Linked DNA regions of Rattus norvegicus: region 1 is linked to region 2. The links are chromatin contacts, called in public Hi-C maps. All regions are on one chromosome and are shown on one strand. Each heading gives the region's core, a stretch centred on a gene start, on an enhancer-like site or on the middle of the called end of the contact. The rest is flanking DNA. Distances are from core to core; before and after follow the strand shown.

Region 1 (6,436 bases), core at 1,578-4,077, 180 kb before region 2:
CACATCCAACCTTGGTGTTTCTACACTCCCCCTTTCCTTCTAATTCATTCTTTATTCAGAGAGATGTGACGTGACCCTGGGGACAAGGGTCTCCGACTCGGGAACCTGACACTCCAATCCTGATATCTCCCCCAACAGTATCCAAGGCTGTGACGTTGAGCACCAGGTCTGACCCTGAGGTGTCTTCAGTTCCCCTCTGTAACACTCCTGGAAGACCTTCTGAAGCCTGAATCCTACGGTTTAGTCAGGTCGAGAGGTCCAGAGGCGAGGGGGCTTGGCCTGGGGGTCCAGTGAGTTAACTCTCCATTGTTTTTCATTCTAGACACTCAGTAGATGAGCACCCCAGGGCAAACATATTATTTAGAAGTGGAAGGTTTGAGTGGAGAAATAACTGGCTGTCATTCATGTCTTCCACTACAGTGCGACCTCTTTAAACTACGCTCCTGTGCCATAGTGACAACACAATCTTCAAAGTCTGGTGGGAGGGAAGTAGGTTTGGAAGGTTCTGGTTGCCAAGTCCAGATATCACCATGGGGAGACGTGGGTTTCAGGTAGGAAAAAAATGGTGTGAAAATGTGATTTTTAGATACTGACAAATGAGAATTATTATTGTGTGTGTGCGCTTATGACGTGGGGGATGCGCTTGCCACAGCACGTATGTGGAATCCAGAAGACAGTTTGTGGAGTTGGTTATTCCTTCCACTTTTGTCCACACATATTTGCTGTTGTTGTTGTTGTTGTAGTTCAAGGGGATCAAACTCAGGACCTTAGGCTTGAGTGGCAAGTGCTTTCCCCGCGGCACCGGCGCCATCTCACCAGCCTTAAGAAATAAATAAAAATGACCTAGAACCAACCCGAGGGACACAAGGGTGAGACCCCGCTAGTTTTCAGGTCATTTACTTGCACATTGTGGCGCCGGTGAGTTTCAGTGTCTAGACATCTGTTGAGCTTTGACCTCTGAACCTTGATCTTGGCATTAATTTTCCCAAGTCAAGTTGCAACAGATGCTATAGCCGGGGAAATGGGGTTCTAAAGCCACACTGGTTCTATCTCTTGTTCTGGAGGCTGAAAGTCCACACTCAGCCTCCTGGAACGGAAGCCATTCAGCAGGTTAATTCTTTTGGAGGCTCTACAGAGGAGGGTCTGTTTCCTCACTGTGTTTGCCACTCCCAAAGTGCATCACCATGTCCTTCTCATCAGGACTCTGACCAGTCCAGGCTAATCTGTCCCACTCCAGACCCTTCAGTGGAGGAGACATTATTTGGTCTTCTAAACAGTGGGTCTCCGGAGCTGATGGGTCACGAGAACAATATAGCTGGAGAGGGAATAACCAGGGGCACTAGGCATATGCTACGTGATGACACTGATCTCTGTGGCCATCATTCCCTACACACAAGAACAAAGTCATGTTCATGGGAGTTAGCTTCAAAGGCTGGGCAAGATTTGAACCCATGAGTACCGTGTATCTTGTGCATTGCTTACTTGGAGGGAGGCAAGTGACACTTTGTAGATCAATCACCATCTCTGCTTGCCAGTCAATCAACTAGGCCCAGAGATGCTCTTTCTCCCAGGCAAAATGATCTTTAGGGGTATATGTTGTCCACCTTACCTGTCAACAGTTGCTGGAGCCCCTGGAGTAGAAAGGGTCTTGTTTAAGATAGTTGCTATTCCCCAGACTTCCACCAGATGGCAGCCTTGAAACGTGGGGAGGTGGCCCATCTGGCAGCTGTTTCAAGTATCTTTAAGTGGGGGAGGTGACTTCAAATCTCAGAGGCCTGTGCCTCCTTCCTTGCGAAGGGTCACCTCGTGAAAAGACTGTCTGGTTCTGGTTCCTTGTCTGGCCAGGAAGCAGCCGCTTTCTGAAGCGCGAGGCACTTTGCCAGGGGCGTTTCTGCCGTCTCAGCAGTGGATTCCCTACCACACTACTGAAACGCCCCAGGCCCACACCAAAGCCAGACAAACTCCAACCCTTGCACACCCAGCACACTATAGCTATCCTTATTCCTCCCCTCCAGTCACGCTTCCAGAAAGGAAGGGAATGCTGGCCTCTGACGACTTCCGGCCCCTCCCCCATGCCTCCAAGCCTCCTGAACACACAATCCTTAAGGTATTCTGTTTCCTAACTGATACTCTCTGCAGTGTGGCACAAGCCACCTTCCTGGGAAGGGTAGGGCCTTCTGAAGCATCACAGAGCCTCGGTTGTCATCCCTGTTCTTGTGTGCTCCCCTACCCAACTTCCTCTCATTCTTCCAACTGCAGCCAGGCTGTCCTCTCCCCATTCCCCCCTCCCCCATACTGGTTACCCATTCTCCATATCCTCTGCTAACACGCAGGTGACACAGGCAAAGGACCTCTCAGGCCCACTTCTGCACCAGATCCACCACCATCCATCCCACAGGTCTCTGCGGTCCTCTAGAGACAAGACCCCCCCTTCAGACCAGCATCTCCACATGACTACAAACAGGGTCCAAACCTCCCAAAGCTTGTGAAGGTGCTGGGAGAGGGGTGAAGCCCACAGCAGGGATGGGCAACTGTCTGCATGAACAGGAGAATGAGAGGATTCTTACAACCATGTAAGCTTCACATGGTGGCCTTAGAGGGGTGACTCATTCAATACAAATGGACCTGGGTGGCTGTTAAAAGGGACACTTAAGCCACCCCCTACCAGAGAGGGCAGGGGACGCTCTAGGTCCCTACAGTAGTGACTTTCGAGCTGGTACTTTCTCTGCCGTTCTCCCACCCCCAAGTCTGTCTGAGTGTTCTCCGGGAGCCTCAAAGCTGGTGTGTCTCCTTCAGGCTTCCAGCAGTCTCTAGATGAACCGTTACTGTCCCCAGAAAACTGGGCCAGGCAGCCAATGTGGGAGTAGGAATAGAGCCAGGGAGTCTGGCCCTGCAGCTAGCAAGGAGAGCACGCTTTACCAGGCTCCACATTGTACTGGGTACTCTTAGATCTAAAACGCAGGTGGGGCTTATCTTCCGGGAAAATTCTTCATAAATCAGCATGCGTGTGCGCACACACACACAGGGAGTCGGACTGTCAGTGGCCAGCTGCACACGGCTAGAGTGGTGTTCCCAAGACAGCATATGCTGGGAACTTCTGAGGACTCTCCCAGGACACCCTTTCCTTCCGGACATCCCTCCTTTTTTGCATTATATCCAAAACCCCAAATTAGAGAGGAACCCTAGTGTCATTGCCCAAGTCAGACAAGAAATGGTTCATTGAAGGAGCACCACGGGCTGTCCTGTAGTTGGTATGAGGACAGTTACCCAGGAGAACAGCAAGTAAGGGGACTTTAAAAGACCCTGGCTGTAGGCAGGCAGCTCCATGTTCATTTGGCACCCTGTGCGGATGCCTTCTGGGTCAGTGGGCCTGGAGTTTGATGATGATGGAGACAGACAGACGTTACAGCTGAGGAAACTGCTCTGGGCAAGCAGGGACTATGGAAGCTTCTATGCCAGTCTGAGAACAGTGTGGGCGTCCATCTGAGTGGGAGCTGGTGCATCCAGATGGTTTCCATTTTTCTGGGTAACCTTGGAAAACGTGAATCAGAAGGTGGCCATGCTGCCCACAGCTGCAGTGTCGGGGGCGGGGGAGACTGCCTGTGAGTCACAAGCTAGGCTCCCCAGAGCTGTTTTGCACATGTCCGTCTAGGGGACAATTCTTGACTGGCAGTTCAATTTCTTCAGTCCCCTGTTCTCTTATGACTTGGGTAAGTGATATGTATGTTCTCAGTGAAATGACAAGCTTGTTGCCCGACCCCCACTCCACCTCTGGCATTGATGAGCCTAGCTTTGATGTCCTGGGCAAACCAGACTGATCCTTTCAGACCACAGTGCAGCCCTAGAAGAAAGCAAAAGTGAGGACCTTCAATGTTGAAGTCCGTTTCATACTCTTTTAAAAAGACTCCATGGTCTTGAACCCTGCCCACTGCACACCATATCCTAAGCTCACTGAGTCCAGACTTAAAGAGACCCTGGCTTTCATATTCCTTCCATCTTCCTACAGTGATGGCCACAGCGACGTGGGTACAGCGCCTCAGAATGCAACAGAAGGGCTGAGTACCCATCAGTATGGGGCAGTGCAGCTCAAGGTCCTTCCAGCCTAAAACAGGTTTCTCACAACTACTGGGGACTCTGTGCTCTTCTGAGAGAGGAGACATTGTTACTGCCTCCTGGGCCACTGTGATGCCTGCTTTTGGCACAGTCCCACACTGTCATCATCACCGATCCTGCTAAAGTCCTAAGTGGTGAGCAGTCAGTCTCCTTGGTCACTCCACAATTAAGGAAACAGGCTCAGGAAAGATAAGGGGTCTCTCTGCATGGGTCCTTAGTAAGCAACAGGATCAGGACCCTGGACCAGTGGCTTCAGTCACAAGACCTATCTAGTCCCTGCCACTCTCTTCCTCCTCCAGCCCTTCTTGGCTAACTCCTCCTGGTAGCAAGACTGACTCCCTATGTACCATGCATACACTGACCTGTTCCTATTGTTTCTCGCTGAGCTTCCTAGGACAATGTTGTCCCAGCACCTCTGGGTTCTGGCTGGTTTCAAACACACGGGAAGGCGGTTTGTCCTTATTGCAGAGAGAAATGGCTTGCACTGTGGCGGGCCAGACAGACTCCTTCCATCCATTTAGAGAGGCATCTGTCAAACATGGTCATTATTGAAATGAAACCAACTACATTTATAATTAAATGAGTAGTCAATAAAGACCATAATTCCTCTGAGCTTAGCACTCTTCCATTATTTCGTGATCAATTACTCAGGTGTTAAATCCTGTGTGGAATGCTACCCTTTGAGCATGAGGGAAATCACAGTCTCAAACAAAATGCCTACGAATATTGGAAAGAGGCCATCAGTAAGATCAGGCCTGTTGACACGCTCTCCTAGAAGGAGAGCTTGGGGTAGTCGTCGTCAAAGCCTTTGCAAGGTCAGACTTCTTGATGCTCCTTGTAGAAGGAAGGCTAGGGAGGTCCTTAAGCTCTTACCTTAGACTCCAGCCAATCTCTCCCTCCTGCAGCTGCCTCCTGGTTATATGTAATTGTGCCTTAGCAAAGCATGGTCTTGGGAGAAGCTAGGATAAAAAGGGATGGAAGGCTGGCTGGAAGGGGAAGACGGGACATCTCCAACTAGGTAGCTCTGGGAAGTTTACATCCATGCTGGGGTAGCATTTGTCACTCATGTGGTTATTTGGAAGTCTCATCAGCTGTAAATGACCCTCATCCTAGCCCCTTGTTTGTAAGCTCAATAAACTCATCGGCCCACGGAGTTAGACTCGTGTGGAGTTCATCCCACTGGTGCCCTACCCGAGGCGAGTAGATGTGCAACCGTGTTCCTTCAGAAACCCACATAGTAAATCTAAATGGTGACTTTCTCGGTAACGGTGTGGTGCCTGGGTGTCCCTTCTGACTCTGCGTCAGTAGATCACATTCAGCCCCGGTAGAGGTTTCCGTGCCGTGGAAGTTGAAAGCATTCTGTAAGTCACCTGGTTTTGCCTTTGGCTTTCTGGTCGAGGGGCTATTGATGATGTCAGTGCTCCAGGTCAGAGCACACACTCAGCACCCTTCATAGTCTCAGAACGCTTCCAACTCCTGTTGTGCCAACAAACATGAACACAAAATCACCCCTAAGTCTAGAGACTCAAGACTTCTGGGAAGCCTGAAGACTGCTGAAATCAGTCATGCTCAGAGCACCCCTCCTGACAACCTTGGAAAGAACCCTGTGTTCTCAAACAACCCCTGAAGGAGACCCATCCATACTATGCAGTGCTCCCAGGGACTCACACTCCCTGGGGTGACTGGCGTGACCAGCCCTGCATGGAGCTCGGGAAGAAAAAGAAAGACCAGTCTACAGCTCGCCATTTGACCTCCTCCAGAGGTGACTTATGTATGAATACCTGAGACGTCCCCAGGTACCACTGGATGGTGGTGGTGAGACTCACCCTGTTCTTGGCAAACTTGGCAAATGTGGGGAAGGCAGGACCCATTTCAGTACAGGGAAAGAACAGCTGGGTCAGATCTCTAAGGGCTTGTTGAGCTGAGAACAGGAGGGGTGGTGGAGAGTTGTTTTCCAAAAATGGTCTAAAGAAATGTTAGATAATAGGACTAGAATTTTGGGGGGATGGCTTTCTTCTATATTTAACCATGCCCTGCTCTGTGTTCCCAGGTATTCAAGGGCCTGCTTAAGCAGACAACAGAAGCCTTGGAAAGCTTTGGGGTCCTGGAGGAAGGCGTTCATTGCATGCTCATGGTGGGGCCCAAGAACCATGCTGAAGGATGACGGGGGTCATAGCTGGGAGATGTACTAAGAAGTCCTCCCACCCTGGCTTCTACTGACATGGCCAGAGAACTTCTGAGACCCAGAGGTAGTCCAGATGGTGGGCAGACCCTTATAAATTTCCCCCAAACTACTTCTTAGGGGCGTGTGTCAAGGGTCCCT
Region 2 (6,924 bases), core at 1,474-3,973:
CGAAACACAACTTGGCGGCTTGCCGATGAATTTTCAGTCCTAGATGTGGAATTTTGCACAAAAGCAGGTGGTGTCAGAGCACCAGAGAGCAGCTCTGTCTGGGCCGTGCTTTCTCCAAGTCACCAATCGTCTGGAAAGAGCGGGAAAGCAAAACGAGCCCTGGATGGTAAGTGCCTCCACCCACTCTGAAGGAGGGTGGTGATCTCAGGAGGAGATGGTGGCCTTGAGCACTGAGGTCTGTAGGTTTCACACTCAAAGTAAGATCAGAGTTCATGGCCCCAGGAGCTGGATGAATGGAGGAATTTTCCCTACTCTATGGCCGGTGATAGGGGACATTGTTCTGTCTGAAGTCACAAAGTGCGCTTATCGCAGGGTAAAACAAAGTGCAGAGGCGCAGATGTTTCTTGCTCTGAGCCATGCCCACCTTGTCTCAGACACATCCTTAGGCTCCCAGACCTGACAGTCTCCACCAGAATGGGGTGTGGTACCCACCTCCAACCTAAGATACACTCTTAGGCCAAAGGATAGCTCAGTCACCCCCAAGGAAGGTACTGTGGCCACACCCTCTAGTTCCCAGACTGGAAAAATCCAGGAGAGACCTTCTCTGTCCCCATCCTGACCATCTTCCCCACCCAGTGTTAGCTTTTCACTACAGAGACAGAGAGAGAGAGAGACAGACAGAGAGAGAGAGAGAGACAGAGACAGAGACAGACAGAGAGACAGAGAGACAGAGAGACAGACAGAGACAGAGACAGACAGACAGACAGACAGACAGACAAACAGAGACAGACACATTGGACCACTGTTCCCAATTGTAAATCTCTCTCAAAGAAATTCTACATCCCCACTCCTTCACCCTCAGTAGAATTAAGCAAAGTTTAGGCTATTACTGTGAGCCCTCCATGCCCTCAAGCTGGCCTGGATATAAGAGTCCCACACTGGAATCCCAATCACAGCGCCATGCCCTCCTCCCTGAAGTGGGCCTCCCTTCATTCCCCACGAGTTGTGTATCCTTGTGAAGCCTGAGCCAACTGCCCCATGGCTCTGAATGGACTGTAACAGATGGACGTCTCCTCTGAGGGGAATCAATCTATAAGCCTATCTCACATGGAGATCTAAAGAGCCCCCTCCTGCTGGCTCATCAGCCCCAGCGCTCCAGCAATGAGAAAGGATGCTGCTGGAAGCCAGCCACTCAGGTGGGCCTGGCGAGTAGTCCAGCATCTCAGAGCTTCTCCCTCTTCACCCATAAGCCAAGGATGACAGCACTGGAAGCTTCTAGCCCAGAATCACCCTGCAAAGAAAGCAAAAGTCCCAGTAGGGGCAGCTACGGCAACCAGCTGGTCCCATATTGATTTGTTAAGAGCAACATGGTTTTGTTTTAAAGGCTTTTCCCTAGTTTCAGTTTCTTGTGTTCCTTCTGGGGAGTTGGGAACTATGCTCGGGTCCTATGAGTGCCCTTGAAGCTCTGAGACTCTGGGGCTTTCATCTGGAGGCAGCTCTGGTAGGGAGAGAAATGGCCTCTGGGGTGTAATGTGCCCACTTGTGCTCATAACAGCTTGTTCTTGAAGTCCACACCAGTCCCTAAGTTTGCCTGGGTTTGTGTGAAATTCATTTTTCCTTCAGCCTCTCTCCAGTCCTGCGATGAACCCTTCCCGTTGACCCCACCCTTGCATTCATCCCATAGTAGCTTGAAATAGGTCCCCAAGTGGGCTGGCAACTATCCGTGAACTCCCTCCCATCCTCAGTGAGAGAGGGCCTGAACCCCACCCAGCATCCTCATGGCCAGGGAATAGCCCTTGGGCCTCCCAACTTGGCACAGGCCTCCCATCTGGACAACCCAGGGCAGCCCAGTCCTGAGCCTTGCCTTCTCCAGTGGGAAAGTTGCCCTAGTATTGCATTCTGCACGCTTGAGGCCTGAAGTTCCCTTAAGCGTTCCCAAAAGACAGATCTTGCAAGGGTGACTTCAGATTCCTGAAAAGATTAAGCAGCCCTGATGGCCGCAGCTGAGTATCTCCAGCCCAGCCCAGAGACGAGCACCAGGATCTCTCCAAACTCAGAAGATGGCAGTTTGCCTGACCAGCCTCTCCACACTGATGAGTATACCCCTACCTTACCCATGACCCTTGGAGAACCCAAAGAGATGAGATCTCTCTGGAATCCACTCTGCAGGTTGCCCTATGTTCCCATCCTGATGCCTCTGCAAACAAGGCAACCAGTCTGGGGAAAGAGAGACGACTTTCAACCAACCAGCAGGCAGAGAGCGCCACAGTCAGAAGTGCACACGACACAGGCAGGGACACACAGGACACTCCCAGCAGCAGCAAACCTAAACACAACTGAGCAGTCCATGACCTTCAGCAGGTTAAAGAAACCCAGGTCCCACAAAGGAAAGAAAGAGCAGCCGACTCTTCCAGAAACCGAAAATATGTACAGAATACTGACTGACAGGGTGATGGCAAGAGACCCTAGCTCACCTCTGCTTGAAGTATGATTCCTTCGTGCCACAAAGGAAACAAACAAGCAAAACCTCACACTTACCCTGAGCAAACCTGAAGACGTGTGTCCCTGGGCTTCTAAGCTCAATCACAATTCACCAGGATGCATATTTCTCTCTCACGCTCGCTTTCTTCCTACAACCCTCCTCCACCAAAGAGAGGAAGATCCCGGATCGGAGAGCACAGCCTCCTGTTGCAATCCTTGCTGGAAGCTGGAGCCCGGGGAACTGAGCAGCTTTTGGTGAAAAGCTGGACTCCAAACTGGACAGGGTCCAGGGGTACAGTCAGGGCTTCCTCCTGCTCCTCCTCTCGCTCCCGCCTCTCTCTCCCTCCTCCCCTGCCTTCTTCTCCTCCTCCTCTTTCTCCTTCCTTCCTCCAGACCCCTCTTCTCCCCTCCCTGCCGTAGGACGGACCCAAACTGTAAATGAAAACCAGACCTGGGGCTCTGTTGCTTCTGGCCTGCTCTGCAAGCTGATGTCACCTATGAAGGCCGTCTTTTCCCTACAAGCATTTAGTTGGACTCCTGCAAACTCCAACCCTAAGAAAGGGAAGGGGGAAAAAAAGGAAATCAACCATGAGCCAGAAGGAATTATAATTTTCAATCAGAGGTTACTGAGGCAAAACTAAAGTGTGGTAAAGATGAGAACCTCAAGAGCTAGGAAAACAGCTTTAGCCCCGTGGCTCTCAACCTTCCTAATCTGCGACTCTTTAATACATGCTGTGGTGAGCCCAACTGTAAAATCATTCCATCGCCATTTCATACCTGTAATTTTGCTACTGTCATGAATTGTAATGTAAATATCTGATATGTGACGCCTCCCCCCCCCATCGGGGTCACAACCCACAGGTTGAGAACCACTGAAGCCCATAAAATGTTTAATGCCTGAGCGAGAGGACCTGAAGTCTGTCCCCAAAATACATTTTTAAAAAAGCCAGTGTAGAGTCATCTCATCATGGAAAAGGAAGGAAAAAGCAGATCCCTGGGTCTCACTGGTCAGTAAATTTAGTCAAATCAGCGAGTTCCAAAGAAAGGCAGAGAGAAACTATCTCAACAAAGAGGAAGGAAGGAAGGAAGGAAGGAAGGAAGGAAGGAAGGAAGGAAGGAAGGAAGGAAGGGCGGGTGCTGGTAGCTCTTGCAGAGGACCCAGGTTCAGTTCCCAGTGCCCACATGGGAGCTCACAACCACCTAGGTCCAGGGGATCTGACACCCTCATCAGACCTCCAAGACCAGGCATATATGGTACACAGACATAAATGTAGGCAAAACACTCATACACATAAAGTAACGAAATTAAATTTAAATTTAAACTCATTTCCATAGCTATAAAAAGAAATAGTGAATTGACCACTTCTACCCATCACCTTTATGGGCAGGGCCTCTAGCAGGAAAAAGAATGAGTTTTGGAATTTCTCCGTGGGTATCCATGGTTTTCCACCACCATCAGAAAGAAAAACAGGAAATGCAATCTCCCCCCTCCACCCTCACCACACCCTCCCATTTCTTCTTGAAGTTTCTGAACCGAGACCTCGCTTAATAATCTCTCTTTTCAAATATCAAACCCAGCAATTAGCGTCGTCTCCTTGGCTTGCCGCTAACCAGAGCTCTGTTTGCCAGCGCAAAAGGCAAGAGGGCGAGAGTTCTATATAATGACCCTGATTGTGAGAGGCGGCCTCCTTCTGGGACGCACACTGGGATGGGGGCGGTTTTCTGGCTCGGACTCCTATGGAAACTCTCCAGTGGGAACATGGGTTTCTACAGAGCTTTGTACCTTTCAAAGCACTTTACAGTATATCTCTCGAAAATCTAAAGGGCTTCCCCGACCTGAAGCCCTTTCAAATATACATGCTGGGAAGAGGGGTGCCCATGCATGCACTTGAGGACCAGAGAAGAACACCGGTTCCTGCTGTGCCCCTCTCCAGAGGTCTCTCACTGGACCTAGAGTTCAGCTGTCAGCAGCCAAGCTTCAGCAATCCAATCCTGTCTCTATACGTCCCCACCCCCTACCTCCACCCCACCTACACACCTACACACACACACACACACACACACACACACACACACACACACAGAGCTGAGGCTGCAGGTGCACACTTGCCCACACCTAGTTTCTTAAGTAGGGACTGGGTATTCAAACCAAATTCAGGTCCTCATCCTTACATAGCGAGTGCTGTCCGCCATTCCACCATCTCTCCAGACCCTCCATGAGAATTTAGGTAATGTGAAATTATTCAATTATGCTCCTGATTCATAAGTGAGCAAAACTATATCCCAATGTCCTAAGGTGACACGGTTATGCCCCCCCTGACTGAGATAGTAGCAGAGCTTGGGTCAGAGCCCCAACTTTGGATACCCCTACGCTTCTCACCACTCAGCCATCTGGTGGCCCGTGTGAAAAGTTAGATGTCACAAAACATCAGGAGATATCTGTTTTCTACTAGGAGATCCCGTCGAAGCCATGTGCAAAAAAATGAAATCATTGACTTCTTCCGTGTGTTACCTCCCTCCAGTAGAAGGGAGAAGGGAAGGCAGCACCCCAGAAAGAATCTCAACCCTGCATCTCCATGGCTTTCTGATACTCTGCTACTAGGAACATACTTGCTGGGTGTGAGGTGGGCAGTGGGCATGCAGACCCGGACTGGGGGCGTTCCTTACCCACAGCCTTTAAGTAGAAACTGGAGCAGAGGCTCTAGCCATTGAACCACACTCCCCACGTGACATGAGGGCACAGCATTCCCTGCTCCCACCCCATTCCTCTCTGCACCGTGTAGGCATGGATCCTGGCCTCATACAACACCAAGGTGCTTGCTGCCTCTCTCCTGGGTGGAGTTCAAGATTCACACTGGGGAGAGCCATCTGCCCCACAGCTCCTCTCTGCTGCTAAAAGATGGTGTTTAATCACAGCTGAATGCCTCGAGCAGCTACCCCACTGGGGTTAACTGAACCAGCACTTTGCACGGGATCCCACGTGTGGCTCTTCTCTCTGTCCGGTCCAAATGCAGCTGTGCGTTTTCAAAATAGCTACGTGCTCGCTTGTTGTGAGAAGGGTGCTAAGCCAGCGATAGTGAGGGATAAAGGAGTTAGGTGCCTCTGCTGGGCAAAGACTTAAACTCTCTATTGTGTAGTGGTTGCCATGATCTAGACCCTCTCCCACCTCACATGTGACTGCACAGCCTTCTGGAACCTGGTGGCACCTCATGACAACTCTCCCAGCCCTATGTCTTTCTTACCCAACCACCCATATTTGGGATTCCACTCTTCCACTTATTCCAGGTGGGAGGCCCCTGTGGCCTTCCCTGACAAAGAAAGAGTTAGCAGATCCATCTCCAAGGCTCCCTTGTGCTCAGGGGCTGCATGGTGCTTAGGTGCACCTCAGACACACTGAGGTGCACGAAAGGTAAGCCCAAGACACTGGTGACTACTCTGGTTGGCCTTGTTTCCACAGGCCAGCGTCATTGAGAAGATGCTCTGGGTACCCCTCCCAGTGTCCTCCATAGTAAATGCCTACTGGTTTACATCCACACTCTTTCTGGGACATGCACATTCTAGAGATACCATGGGTGAGGTAGTCACAGTGCTAGAAAGGCCTCCTGAGAAGGGAGACCCTGTCTAACCTCTCTGCCTGAGTGCAGACGGAGCCTGAAGCTTGATCAGCATCACTTGCACATGACGAGGGCTGTGGGTCCCTCACAGAAGTCACTGTATAAAGTGGTGGTGGAAGGACAGTCATTCCAGTCATCTCTTGCCATTTCAGAGGGCTCGGTCTCTCCTTGGCGTCTCTGGTCTGATTGTCTGTTTGTCCTTTCAAAATTCACATGGCGGACTCCCGACTCCCTGGGCACGTCCCATGAGTGTATCAAGTCAGTTTTAAAACAGTACCAACAGCAGGATTCCGCCTGAGAGACTGAGAACATGGTCGTTACTCTGCGCTCGAGGCTGGGTTCCTGAGCAGTCAGAGCAGACTGCTCCACAATGCCTGCTTCACGGCAGTTACCTGACAATTAGTTGTTACAAATTGTCCGTGAAGCTGGGTCCCTCCGCCGTCCCAGTCTGGTGTCGGAAGTCAGCAAGGTTCCCAGAGAGCCACTAGTCGCTAGCTCACAAGGGAACTGGTTCTGCTATTAGCAAAGGACTCAGTGGAAGCAACAACAGGGAAAGTCAACTCTGCAGCTGAATGGAAGTGAAGAAGGCACAGGAGAAATGGTGTCCTGTCTACCATCCCCGTTGATCTGGACTGACAGCAGAAGGTACCCCTGACAATCAGGATGGGCCTTCCCACATCAATAATAAAACCTAGACACTTCTTCATGTGAGGCTCCCTATTCACGTGGCTGTAGTTTGTGCAAGTTGACATTAAAACTGACCACGACAAGGCCTTTGGGAGGTTTAGACCATGAGATGGGGCCCTCATTTAAAACTCTTTCTGTGGGC

Evidence for each region. A called contact is a pair of places that touch in the nucleus more often than the background predicts.
Region 1: a Hi-C map of Schwann cells shows a contact between it and region 2, with 13 times the contacts expected there. The contact joins the enhancer-like site here to the promoter of Col6a3 in region 2. A contact is called at or near these places in 12 of 12 Hi-C or Micro-C datasets (the A7r5 cell line, the Rat2 cell line, Schwann cells and 7 more) and 1 of 1 datasets of contacts at active chromatin or transcription factors (oligodendrocytes).

The regions. Positions count from the first base shown.
Region 1 is chr9:98,701,539-98,707,974 of GRCr8, forward strand. LOC134480410 (a long non-coding RNA gene) reads right to left here. Exons shown (of 2, transcript XR_010054867.1): 1 at 4,476-6,436; 2 at 38-3,841. Among named protein-coding and RNA genes, the nearest start is that of Cops8, 50 kb to the left of the region's middle. Within about 2 kb of position 2,828, at least 35 of the 93 cell types and tissues checked have an H3K27ac peak or open chromatin away from gene starts, as enhancers often do. A contact at or near this core is called in the A7r5 cell line, Schwann cells, liver and 1 more, where this site is marked.
Region 2 is chr9:98,884,235-98,891,158 of GRCr8, forward strand. Col6a3 (collagen type VI alpha 3 chain) reads right to left here and starts at 2,724. Exons shown (of 44, transcript NM_001427497.1): 1 at 2,539-2,724.